Linked DNA regions of Mus musculus: region 2 is linked to region 1. A link is a contact called in public capture Hi-C data. All regions are on one chromosome and are shown on one strand. Each heading gives the region's core, a stretch centred on a gene start, on an enhancer-like site or on the middle of the called end of the contact. The rest is flanking DNA. Distances are from core to core; before and after follow the strand shown.

Region 1 (6,182 bases), core at 2,354-4,853:
GATCTTGAATACTCTGTACCCCAAATGCTTCCGTCTACAAGCACACTTCTCCTGATTTTAAATCTTTTTTTTTTAAACCACATTCTGACTGTACCTCATCCCATGAAGTCAGACGTAGAATTTTCTACTGATGGAATTATGTCAGCGATTAAAACATTTCGTACTTTGAAGGTCTGGATAAGGGAGGATCAACCAGTGTTAAATGAAAGAAAGATAGGCAGCTTCAGGGGGATTAGCCTCGTCACTTTTCGGGCTACTCTTTGCTGCATCTGTAAGCTGTGTGTCCTGTTGTAGGGACTTCTAATCTTTAAAAAAAAATGACGCTTCAATATGAGCACACCAGTGTGCTCGGGCTGTGCAGATCTCAGCCATTTTTGCCAGCGTGTATTCTCACTACTGCTGAGGGCAGAAAGTTATTAAGTCATAAATAACCCAGAGAAGGTAGGGAGGACGGTGAGCAGTTTTCAGATGGAGGCCCATCTTGCACCTGTGCCTGGAGGGCTCCTTCTACATTCTTTACAGTTTGATAACTCTAGACTATATGACTTCGCATTCAAATAAGTCACCTGCAAGTCCACAGTTCTCAAACGGGACTGACAGCCTGGAGCAGTACCCCGAGGTGCTCCCACACTTGAAGGAGGGTGCTCCCATACTTCTGAAAATGGATCTGAAAGTCTCCTTTCACCTGTCTAATGCTCAACAGCCTCCTGGCTTCTTCCTTGAATTCTGTGCTAAACCTAAGGTCCGGCGTGATTCAGGACCCACTGTAGTTCTGATGGACCCATGGTGATGTGGTGAAGCGTAAGGATTGGAGACCTGACTGGGAGGTTTTACTCGGAGATAATCAAGGGGCACTGAGCCTCAGCAGTCAGAAATAGCCCCCCTACCTTTCTTTAACTTTAGGATACTTACTAAAACAGTAATATTTGATGTTATGACCTTTTAGTAGTAACAAGAAAACAAACTAGCACACACTGACTTAAAAAAAAGAAATGAAAACTTATAAAAATACCAAAAAAAGATGTCAGGAAGGCAAAACCAACGATGTCATCCAACTCAAAAATGATGTCAGGAGGGCATAAGCAATTAGGTCATGTATGTCAAAAGTATCAGTATAGTTTTTCTAGATGCAAAAGCCTATAAAGTGTAGCTCCCCTCTGCCATTGGCAAGCTGGGTGACCTTGGGTCACTCACCGGCTGGGGTCCTTAGCAATACCTCGAGAGTGACAGGGATCTTGCGCATTCGTTAGGACACTTCTGAGTATGCATTTAATGTGACAGATTTTATATGGATAATGTCATCAGTGGGTGTGTGGGTGGTGTTATCTCCCCTGGGGAATTGAGAAATAGTGTCTTATATCTGAGGCTTCCAGAAGCCAGCTTTGAATGTCCACTGCTTTTACAGGACACTTCCATTGGTGAGGGGTGAAAAGGTAAGTTCAGATTGCCTTTCCTCTCTCAACGAAAGGGGAAATAAAAAATGCAGAAATGGACTTAAATTACTACGGTTCAGATCAATTATGAGTTATCTGTCTAGCTTTTGCTTAGTCTAGTCAGAAAAGCCTTTTCTGACGAAAGGGTCTAAAACCGTGGTAGCTTACTATATGGAGTTCCCATTTGATTTCCCAAGCTTTTCTTCTCTTGGGCTAAAAATAGGTTCTTCTGCTTTTAGTATGTAGACAGAGTTTCCTTTTTCAAGATATGCAAATATTAACATTGGTTTGAAGACATATTTACAAGATTGATAAGTTAGAATTATGTCTTTTAAGACATAATTTGTGTATATGTGTGTTCCAGTGTATATGGTGTGTGTTCATGTTTGTGAGTGTGTGTGTGTGTGTGTGTGTGTGTGTGTGTGTGTGTGTGTGTGTGGTGTATATGTACCTGTATATGGTGTGTGAAAATGTGTATGGTATGTGTGTGAGTGTGTGTATGACTGTGTGTATGTGTGTGAGCATATGTATGGTTTATGTGTGTGTGTAGTGTATGTGGTGTGTTTGGTATACATGTGTACATTGTGCACATGTGTGTGTGAGAGAGAAGAGAGTGGATTGTATGTGTGTGTATGTGTGTGTGTGTCTGTCTGTCTGTCTGTCTGTGGTGTGCATGTGGGTTCAAAGTGTTGTTCCTTGGATGCAATCCACCTTCCATAGAAGCAGCATCTCTCATGGCCTGGAACCTGTTAACCAGGCCACAGGCATGCCCCTCTTCTACTTCCCAAGCACTGACCGGGTACCTCCTTTTATTTCCTCATGTGAGTTTTAGGCATAAACCCAGGTCCTCACAAGGCCTTTGCAAACTGAATTATTTCCCTGCTTTGAGACATAATTTTCCACATATGATTTAATCACCTTAAGCACCCAGTCTCTTCAACACCTGAGAATGGGGTCCATGCATTCATAGCACCATGATTTCTCAGAAAGGAAATTGAAAGCATTCGTAATATGCTTTAAAATTGGTAAGCATATTGGAGTTTTTCACAGGCAAAAACATCAAGCTAAGTGTCTTAGCCATCACAACGCCCTTAAGACTACCTAAGCCGATCTGGAATTCAAAGCAGCATAATTGTAGGGTTATAGTAAACCTCAGAGAACTCTCAGCCAACCCATCCCACTTCTTCCAAGCATAGTTTTTCATTGAATTCTCCCATTTCTTCAACCCAAACTCTACCCAACTCAATATACGACTGGGGCAGGCCAGCCTCCACAAGCATTCCTGTCAGGTGGAAGCCAGCTCTCTTCTGAGGTCTCCCATGGAAGTGTTCTGTCTTTCTTCCCTGCACCACAATTACTTGTCACTGTGCCCTACTTTCCCTCCAGACATGAGCTCATCAAGTGGACATCTGAGTCACACTGGATTCCTCCGTGATGTTCCTTACAGAGAGGAGGTCCTTCAAGAACCTAACTTTGAGGGTACACTCAGTAATTTCTGCCAGCCATAAAACATTTTCAAGAAAGAATGAACCCCCACCCCCAGGAAGCATTTTAGGAAGGCTCTAGTCAAGAACAGAAGCCACAAGAAGAGGAACTGAGATGTGAGTCAGAGTGACTGGCACATGAGAGTGACAGGGTCGGCTTCCTCACCTTCATGTAACCCGGAGAAGATCATGTGTTAATAAAACGTTTACTGCCGTTGTCAAAGGCCTGACTTTGATTTGAAACTCTTGGGCACCTGAATGTCAAACCAGACCAGAAATACACCACCATGTATTTTTAATTTAAACACAGATATGGAAAAAAAAATTTTTGTATGCCTAGTATAAATAAGTTTCAGTGAAAACCAAACCAAAAGACAACATAAACCTCCCAGTAGCCACCACAAGGAAGACAGAACCGATCTGAACGGCAAACCCTGCAGAGCTCAATGCAGTGCTCTCCTTGAGAGCCCTACGCAAGCTGGAGGCGACATGTAAAATGATCATCTTACCTTGAGGGAATCAAAGCAGGCAATTACTCTTCCATTTTCAACCTGGCAACTTTTGGGGGGGTGAGCAAACTTGCATTCTTCGTCGGAGCGTGAGCACGTTCCTCTCTGGTACTGTCTGCAGACCTCCAGCGTCAGCCACTTTGTGTCTCTCACGGGGGCAACGTTCAAGGCCATGATGAGAACTACTTTGGGCTCTGTTCCTTTCGGTTAAATGTCGAAATCAATCCGAGTCTCAATGATCTCAAAACAACCGCCGTGAAAACTCCAACATGTAAGTTTGAAGGTAAGCAGTGAATTCTTTAATGCAGTCCAATCCAGGAAACCGGGGAGGGGGAATGTGTCAGCAAGCAGGAAGTCAGTCACCGATCGATAGGCCCCACTGGAAGACTGTGAGCCACAAGCAGTGCGTGCTCACTGTCATCTCTGGCTCCCAGGGTTCTAGTCTCTTGACTGTTTTGCAGATACACCCCTCCTTAATAAAGTGGCTTTAATACGATGGCACTCTTTGGGAAAATATTAGTTCTAATGCTCACAGCTTTGGAGGATGTGGGAAAACAACCCTCTTAGATCTTTGTATTTGAGCAGGATGGCGCTTTCCTTCCTTCGTCCTCTTTAAATTCTGAAATTAAACGATTAGCAAAATCAGATCACTTCATTCACTCAAAGGGTCAGGGAAAAGTACATTCAACGAAAACCAAACAACCAAACAAAAAACCCGAAAACCCCAAGAGCTAAACACATGAAGGACTCCCTGAGGGCTGGTGCCAATGAGAGTGATCTCCGGGACAACTTTAAACCACAAACCTGCAAAACAGTATGACATCGACTTGCGTCGTCTGTACTTAGAGGAATCAAACACTTGACCTGTCCACTAAGCTCAGATATAGAGTTTGTGGAAGTATGGTTTAGACCTCAGAGCTTTCAGTATCACAAGGAAGGTGGTACAAAGTGGAGGAGGAAGAAGAGGAGGAGGAGGAGGAGGGGGAGAGGAGAAGGAGGATGGGGAGGAGGAGGAGGAAAGGGGAAGGGGCAACACACTCAGTGCAGACTAATCTAGGCAACACTCCAAGAGTTAGGAGTGACTCAGACAGATGAGTGTGGCAGACACAGTAATTAGGCCCTTGAAACAATTCCATCTAATGTGCTTAATCACCAAACAGTGTATTAGAAATGTGGTTCTCAATTAATTTCACATTTAGGTCATTGATTTTATTGTTGGGAAGGCTATAAACAACTGTAGGGATGTGTCTCTCCTACAAAATGGAGATATTATTTTGGGTGAAGGATGGGTTCTCTATTCCTTGAGTTCTTTTGAGTTTACAGATATTTGATGCTGGGGTTGATAGACCGGGCCTCCTGATATCTGCTCTCTGAACTCTCAATATCTCTTTGCTTCTGCTGTTTGCTTGGTGCCTGCCTTCCCTGCAACACACTGTTAGGTTAAGGACAATTCTTTGAAGTTTCTGCCACCCAGATGCCTTAGTTCACGGCATCTATTAGGATCCCAAGAAGTGCTCATTGACCAATTAAACTTAGGATCTGATGAACGCAAGTTAACGTCCATCAGGTTCAGCTTAGCTTTAGTTGAGACACAACCCAATATCCTCTCCAGGCTGGGAGATGGGTCAGTGGGTAACGATGTTTGCTGCCAAGTCTTACAACCTGAGTTTGATCTCTGAGACCCGCATTGTACAAGGAGAGAACTGACTCTGGAAGTTGTCCTCTGACCTCTGACCTCCACACACCCCTCATACAGAGAAGTTTAAAAATGTTAATGAACTTTAAAAAACTCTATTTAGAATGTGAAGATTAAAAGGCATGCCTGTAACACACTGTAAGATGTCTAAGAACAGAAGATTTCAGCTGTTTTCCTTCTTCAAAGATCATGAAATTAGTAACATTAAAATTGAACATTATAAAGATAAACACAAATAAAAGTAAATTAATCATTTGCAGACATTGTATGTAAGCCTTGATGTCCTTCTAAAAATTTATAGCCAAGGGTACTTCATGAAGCCTGGAAATAGATTAGTCATGCTAAACCCTTAAGGAGGTTTCTATCAGTGACTCATAAGACATTGTCATCAAATTGGAATGGGGCTTAAAGGTTCCTGTGGCTTGATGAGGTCTTGATTACATTTAACTTCCAAGCACAACTTTACAGTGTGATGTGTTTCTCATGGGTTTATATGATCCTGGTACAAACAAGTCCAGTACACTACACTGGCTGTCACATGCAAGTGTATAGGTTTGCAAGATCCTGGACATAAAAGCCCAGTACACTAAAGTGCTTGTCACGTGGAAGGAAGTATGTAGGTTTGATGATCTTGGACATACAAGTCCAGAACACTGCTTGTCACGTGGAAGTACAGCATTAACCCTTGATGATGGGAGAGTCTGCCACTGGGCTTTGTATCCACTGCAGCACAGGTCATTCTAGAATGCTCTCTTTGTACACTGAATGCCACGTTTCCCAGCCGTCAGTCTCAAACTGTTTAACATAACTCTTGATTGCATCAAGAGGTCACATCAAGTGACTGACCTACATCATCTGGGCTCGCTTGCAAGAGTACCTCTGATGACACTGTACAATGGGCTCACCCAAGAATGAGTTTATCAGAATGTATCCCATCACTTAGTGACACTGATTTGTGGTTCAAAACAGCACGTACCAAGCAAGTTCAGAGGGCAGTCATAAAGTGGTTTACAATTGCTCCCAGAAAAAGTGAGTCCCTGCCTTGGTGAAAATCAGTTAG
Region 2 (6,182 bases), core at 2,166-4,665, 430 kb before region 1:
GTGTAGATATCTACAGGGCTGTGACAGAAAACTGGATTTAAAATCTGCAGAAGATAGTGTTAAATAAAAATACAGGTTGTTGTTGTTGTTGTGTGTGTGTGTGTGAAAAGTTGACCAACTCTCCCAGATTGCTTACTTAAATTGAATTCCTTTAAACCAAGCCTACTGCTAAAACCCACATAAATTTTTGAAAATTATAAAACATAGTATACAAATACAAACTGTTGGTAGTTATGAATTGTTGGGTAGGGACAGAGAGAGAGCTGCTTATGTTAGCTGCCTTTATCGAGGCCCTAGGTTTGGCTCCTGGCACACACATTAAAAGTCCCACATCTGCTTTTAATTATACTTTAGGGGATACAGCATCTTCTTCTGGCCTCTGCTGGTGCCTGCATACCACATACACATTACACATATGCATAAAATAAATTCAGTAAACCTTAAAAAAATTTGTGAGGTAGAATCAACCTCCTGCAAGTTGTCCTCTGACTACCACACTTATGTCATGGTATGGTGGTTTGACTAGGAATGGCCCCCATACGGTCATAGATTTGAATGCTTGGTCACAAGGAAATGACACTATTAGGAGGTGTGGCCTTTTTGGAGGAGGTGTGTCATTGGGGGTGGGCTTTGAGGTTTTAGAAGCTCATGCCAGGCCCAGTCTTTCTCTCTCTTCCTGCTGCCCACTGATCCAGATATACAACTCTCACCTACCTCTCCAATATCACATCTTCCTGCATGCTGCCATGCTCCCTACCATGATGATGATGGACTGAACCTCTGAATGGTGAACCAGTCCCAATTAAATGCTTTTGTTCATAAGAGTTGCCATGGTCATAGTTTCTCTTCATAGCAATAGAATACTAAGACCCACGGTATGCCCCTCAGCAAATAAATACAAAATATTTAAAAAATATATTATGTATTGTTACTGAGTGACAATAATCTGATGGGTAATTTGCTCCTAGACAGCTAGGGAAGCTGACTAGCAAGTCCAGCCTGTCCTCCTTTGGCATTGACACAAGGTCAAATCAGCACAGATTAACCCTGACCCCAGGTCCTCCCAGCTTTAGTAAAACAGTGGTCTTATTTTCTTGCCTTCTTAAGCTGTTCTAAGATCTGTTTGGGAGATATCCAGTTCACCCTAGAAAGCATTAGCAAACCTAGATAGCAAACCTTTCCACACTCTCTCGCCATATCTATGACATCATCAGCTTTGACACTCAACCCAATATTGAGTGGACATCCTGTTCCCAGTGTTGAGTGGGTATCCTGTCCAACACTGAGTGGATATCTCATTCCCAGTGTTGGGTAGGTATCCTGTCCCCAGTTTTGAGTGGATATCTTGTTCCTAATGTTGACTGTTTAGCACACTGTGACACGCAGGCCCAGGTTTATTGACATAGCTCACCCCAACTCAGACAAATGAGAAGATATTAGACTTCATTATTTGTCAAATTTGAACAAAAGGACAATACACAATTTGTCATATTTTTATTTAAGACATTTCAGAAACTTTTATCATGTGACCTATGTGTGCGCAGATGTAAAACCAGAGATAACATTCTTACACTTATGCCTCTTACAAAACAGCTCATTACGATAAGATTTATAGAGCTAACACAAAGATCGGTTTAAACAATGAGTACTTGGCGCCAGTTGGTTGTGGATGATAACATTATTTTGCTGGAACTAAGCAGCGATTCACCACCTGAGTTTAGTAATAATATGGTTTCTGTGCCTTTACACCCACGGGCTGTGTGGCTAATCCATTCTTCTCACCATGTTCTGCTGTGTAAACCGTGACAAACCCGCATTTTGTACAGCGAGTCGGTTCAACAGCCACGTTGTTTTCATTTAGCGATAGGTGCCTCACTTGTGGGTGAGTCTCCCTCCTCTGATGAATGCATAGTCTGCCTCTAGCATGACTACAGACGGAAATGCAAATGTGAGCAAAACCTGGGGAGGTGGCTGCTCACAAGGAGCTCAACCCAAAGGCGTATTTACATTAATGTAACCAATGTCATGCAGGAATACGAGAAAAATCAGAGCATTTGCAGCTCTCAGAAGACAGGCTCATAAACCCTTGGGTGTCCTCAGGCACCATGCCTGGGCCTTGCATAACGCTCTGGTAGGTTGCTCTGGACAGTGCTTGTGATATCTGAGCAAGCATTACCTTGATTTCAAATGGAACGAGAAGGGCCCTTAACATTTGTTCAATCAGAGAGGACAGTGTTATAGCTGAAGAGCCGATTAATAAATGTAAGCAGACATGAGCTTGTTTGCCTTTTCTTCAGTCATTCAGATTAAAGATAGATCCTGTAGACAGCAGTAGAGAAAGCAGCAGGCTGGGTCCCGGGCAGCCCAGTGACAGCTTCTTTGACCTTGAGCTGGGAAATTGAACACAAGCAAGATGTAGTTAAAACCTGATGCTCAGGGCGGGTGTTTGTGGGCACAGTAAGCCTTAGGTCCTAACGGGTGTCTTTAGGGTTAATCCAGGTGTGAGGGTGTCCTGCCCCAACAGTGTCACTTGGCCTTAGCCTGTGAAAACATCTCATGGCAGGGACTGACAGTGGAGATCATCATCTTTCCCACAGGGAGGCAATCGGGGTCCATCACCAAAGCTTTGTGGCTCTTGACCATTTGTGACATAGCCTGTCAGGACCAATGTGCACTATGCACACCTTCACCAACCATGGGGGCATGTGGGATCTCACTGTTCCCACCCCACTATGACTTCTGTGGAAAGCAAAGAGGCAGATGGTGGGCTGGAACTGAGTCATGTCCAACACATCTTAGTGGAAAATGGAAGTGTGGGAATGAATATTTGAGAAGTTTAGAGGGACATTTTAGACTCATGACCAATCTTCTTGTTGACATTCTTCTCTCTCTCTCTCTCCACTTGTGTGTTTGTGTATGCATCTGTGTGCAATTGTGTGTGTGCATGTGTGTGTCTGTGTATGTGTGTTCATGTGTGTGTCAGTGAATGTGTGTGCACATGTGTGTATGCACGTGTGTGTACATGTGTGTGTGTGGACAGAAGTTGACATTGGGTATCTTCCTCTGTCATTTTCTACCTTATTGTTTTGAGACAGGTTCTCTCACTCCACTGAACTGAGAGCTCACTGTCTAGCTGGGCTGGCTGGCTCATGGGTCCCTGGAACCTTTTGTCCTCTGTCTCCCAGTGCTGAGACCATGGCTGACACTTTCTGTGAGTGCTCAGGAGCCACACAAAGATCCTTGAGTGTCAAGTGTCTCACCCACCGAGCCATCTCCTCAGCTCTTTCTTCTCTAGGCTTTCTTCCAAAGCTACTTTCTGACGGAGCTTTTGGAAATCTCTGTAGATGAGCGTTCAGCTGCTCCTCAGCCCCTTCTGGCTGGGACCTTGGTTAAGTCATTACTTTGCCTTGTGATTCAATGATCAGTTTTCATGCCCCAAAGATTATGCAATTACCCCATACATTCATGGTTTCCTTTCCCACAGTTTAAGTTCTCTGATTTGGTCCAAAAATATTAAATGGAAGTTAAAGTCTCAGAGCTTTCAAAACTCATGATTTTTATGTTTAACTTCTTTTCATTTTGAAATTAATATGTGGATAACACGTTTTGCTATAGTATAATGCTGTAATTCTTCTATTTTATCATTAGCTGTTAATCTTTTATTATTCTGAATTTACAAATTAAAATTTATCATAGGTATAGATTGTACATTCGGGGTTCAGTACCCTCTATGGCTTTTCACGTCCCTTAGGGTATCTTGGAAACCCATCCTTTTTGGATGAGGGGGCTTCTCCGATTTTATTACAACTGAGAGTCTTTGTGGATGTTATTGAACTTGATGGGAATCAATCAGGTTCATATATCGTGAAGGATTTATTCTTCCAGGGGTTGTTTTTCTCAGTCATGACACAGAGCAAATGCATGCCAGATGGTGTTGGGTCCGACTGTACAGGTTTGAATGGAATTTCAGCTGCAGCCTCCTCATTGACACTTAAGTACACTGCTGTCTCCCAGAGCGTCAGGTTTGTTTAGACTCATGCAGCAGTGTTTGTGTGTGGGATGTGCCTGTTGAAGGGGGCATCAGACCTAGATCTGCCCTAGGCTGCCCCTATGACAGAAGAGTAGGGGATTCCCTTCTGCCTGGTTAGGTTCACTCTCTGTTTGACTTTTTTGTGTTGGATCCTCTGTTGGCAAAGGTTTCCCTGTGGAAGCGGGGACCAGTAGTGGCTCACAACATAGAGAGAAGTCTGGCTGCAGAAGAATAGAGTCCCACTGTGCAGTCACTTGGAGGCCGAGGACATATGCAATGGCCACTCTGGATAAGTCAAGATGTTCTCAATGACCGTTTTCTCTGATGTTTCTGCTCCTCCTGCTTCCTCATTTCTGACCTGACAGGCTTGTGAATAGAGCTAATCAAAGCTCCTGATTGCAGGTGAAGGCTGTGATTAAGATTTAATAGCCAGTCATGGCTGGGTAACTTGCCAGCAGACAGCAGGCAGGCTGAAGGCAGCTCCAAGTTTCTCAAGTTGTGTTATTAGTCTGTCAAGTGTGTGACAAGGGACACACACTCACACCCGAGGCTTGTGGGAAGCTCACTGGGTAAGTGAATTTCTTCAGGGGGTTTGGAGAAGAGGAGGAGGAAGAGGGAGGATAAAGTCTCTAATGCCAAGCGTACCATTCATACCTAGAGCTGGCTCAGACTATAGAGGTCAGAGTCCAGCCTCTCATTGACTGGGGGATTCATTCAGCTCATATTTATCGCGTGTCACAGATTAGATCATAGGAGTGCAGCTGTGAACGATCATACGAAACACTCAAGCTTTCATGGAGGTTGTAGTCTGCTAGAGGAACACGGACAGAAGCACAAGCTCAGGTAGACTGTGATTGGCTGAAGTAGAATGGGCGTAGAAACAGTGACGTAGGAGAGGAAGGCGGATGTGGGGATTGCAGATTGAAATAGGCTGCTTATCTGTGAAAGACTCCATGCCAGGGAATTCACTGCCTTGTGCGGGAGGCTCTTTTATGCCGGGCTTGGTACTTTCTTAGAAGTCTTTGTCTCATATTGGATTGAACTAGTTTTCTGCAAGAGGCACAATTTGGTTCCAGGAGAGTGAAAAAGTGCCTCTGTAGATGACGTAGCAGCGGCATAGTGTTGAAGACTCTGGGACCAGATTGCTAAGGGGCCTATTCTGTCCCACCTTCCTGTTGGTGTGGGCAGTCTGTACCTTCTCTGTGATTCAGTATCCTCACAGTGACACGGGGAACCTAGACAATGTTGGTGATGACGACTCTCGCTGTCTCTCAGCATAGGACAGAAGGAAGGACTGAGCTTTGAGGACGATGTCTGGGACATCGTGCGCATGCGGAACATTTATCATCACTCAGAAGATGTTGTGGAAACGGATGATGTAAACATGAAGCCCCGGGACAGAGCCCGTGTTGGAGAGCATTCCGCAGATCTGGTGTCTGCATCCCCTACCCTCCTGCTTCCTTACTTCCTTGTCCCCCTCTTTCCAACATTTGTCTTTCCAGAAGCTCAGTTCATTCCTGGCCTCCATTAGACATTTGTGCAGGAGGAAACGAGCCCAGCCAAAGCCCCTGCTCCTTCTCGCTGCACTCAGCCCTTCATGTGGTCATGAGTTTTTGGCTGATGTTGTCTCCCCCCCCCTCCAAAAAAATTGATGAATTAAGGTACTTTCATATCTGCAGCATATTCTTCCAATTGTCTCAGCATCAGATGAGATCTGTCCCTTCTATTGGGTAATTATTACACTTATTGTTATTATTATTATTATTGTTATTATTATTATTATTATTTGGTTTTTCGAGACAGGGTTTCTCTGTGTAGTGCTGGCTGTCCTGGAACTCATTCTGTAGACCAGGCTGGCCTCGAACTCAGAGATCCGCCTCCCTCTGCCTCCCAAGTGCTGGGATTAAAGGCGTGCGCCACCACTGCCTGGCTTTATATTTATTATTTACTTCACTTTATTAAGGAGTTCCAGAAATAGACTTGGTCCAGAATGACATTTCTAAAAGGACATGACTAACTTTATCAAAGTAGAACAAGTTAGAATCAAAGTTAAAATGGTGTGTACTCCATGCTCACAGTGAGATGTGCTCCATGCTCACAGTGAGATACTGTGGGGCAGTGAGCTGTGCACAGACAGCCTGGTTCCCAGTCA

The links. Capture Hi-C pulls out chosen DNA fragments and counts their contacts.
Region 2: a capture Hi-C map of bone marrow-derived macrophages shows a contact between it and region 1, with 7 times the contacts expected there. The contact joins two enhancer-like sites. A contact is called at or near these places in 1 of 115 datasets of contacts at active chromatin or transcription factors (bone marrow-derived macrophages) and 1 of 9 other capture datasets (bone marrow-derived macrophages).

What each region holds. Positions count from the first base shown.
Region 1 is chr14:120,322,657-120,328,838 of GRCm38.p6, reverse strand. Mbnl2 (muscleblind like splicing factor 2) reads right to left here. Exons shown (of 8, transcript NM_207515.2): 2 at 3,427-4,045. The coding sequence starts at 3,600. Among named protein-coding and RNA genes, the nearest start is that of Gm52122, 5.5 kb to the right of the region's middle. Within about 2 kb of position 3,603, at least 114 of the 459 cell types and tissues checked have an H3K27ac peak or open chromatin away from gene starts, as enhancers often do. A contact at or near this core is called in bone marrow-derived macrophages, where this site is marked.
Region 2 is chr14:120,754,309-120,760,490 of GRCm38.p6, reverse strand. No RefSeq gene overlaps it. Among named protein-coding and RNA genes, the nearest start is that of Gm25781, 41 kb to the left of the region's middle. Within about 2 kb of position 3,415, at least 7 of the 459 cell types and tissues checked have an H3K27ac peak or open chromatin away from gene starts, as enhancers often do. A contact at or near this core is called in bone marrow-derived macrophages, where this site is marked.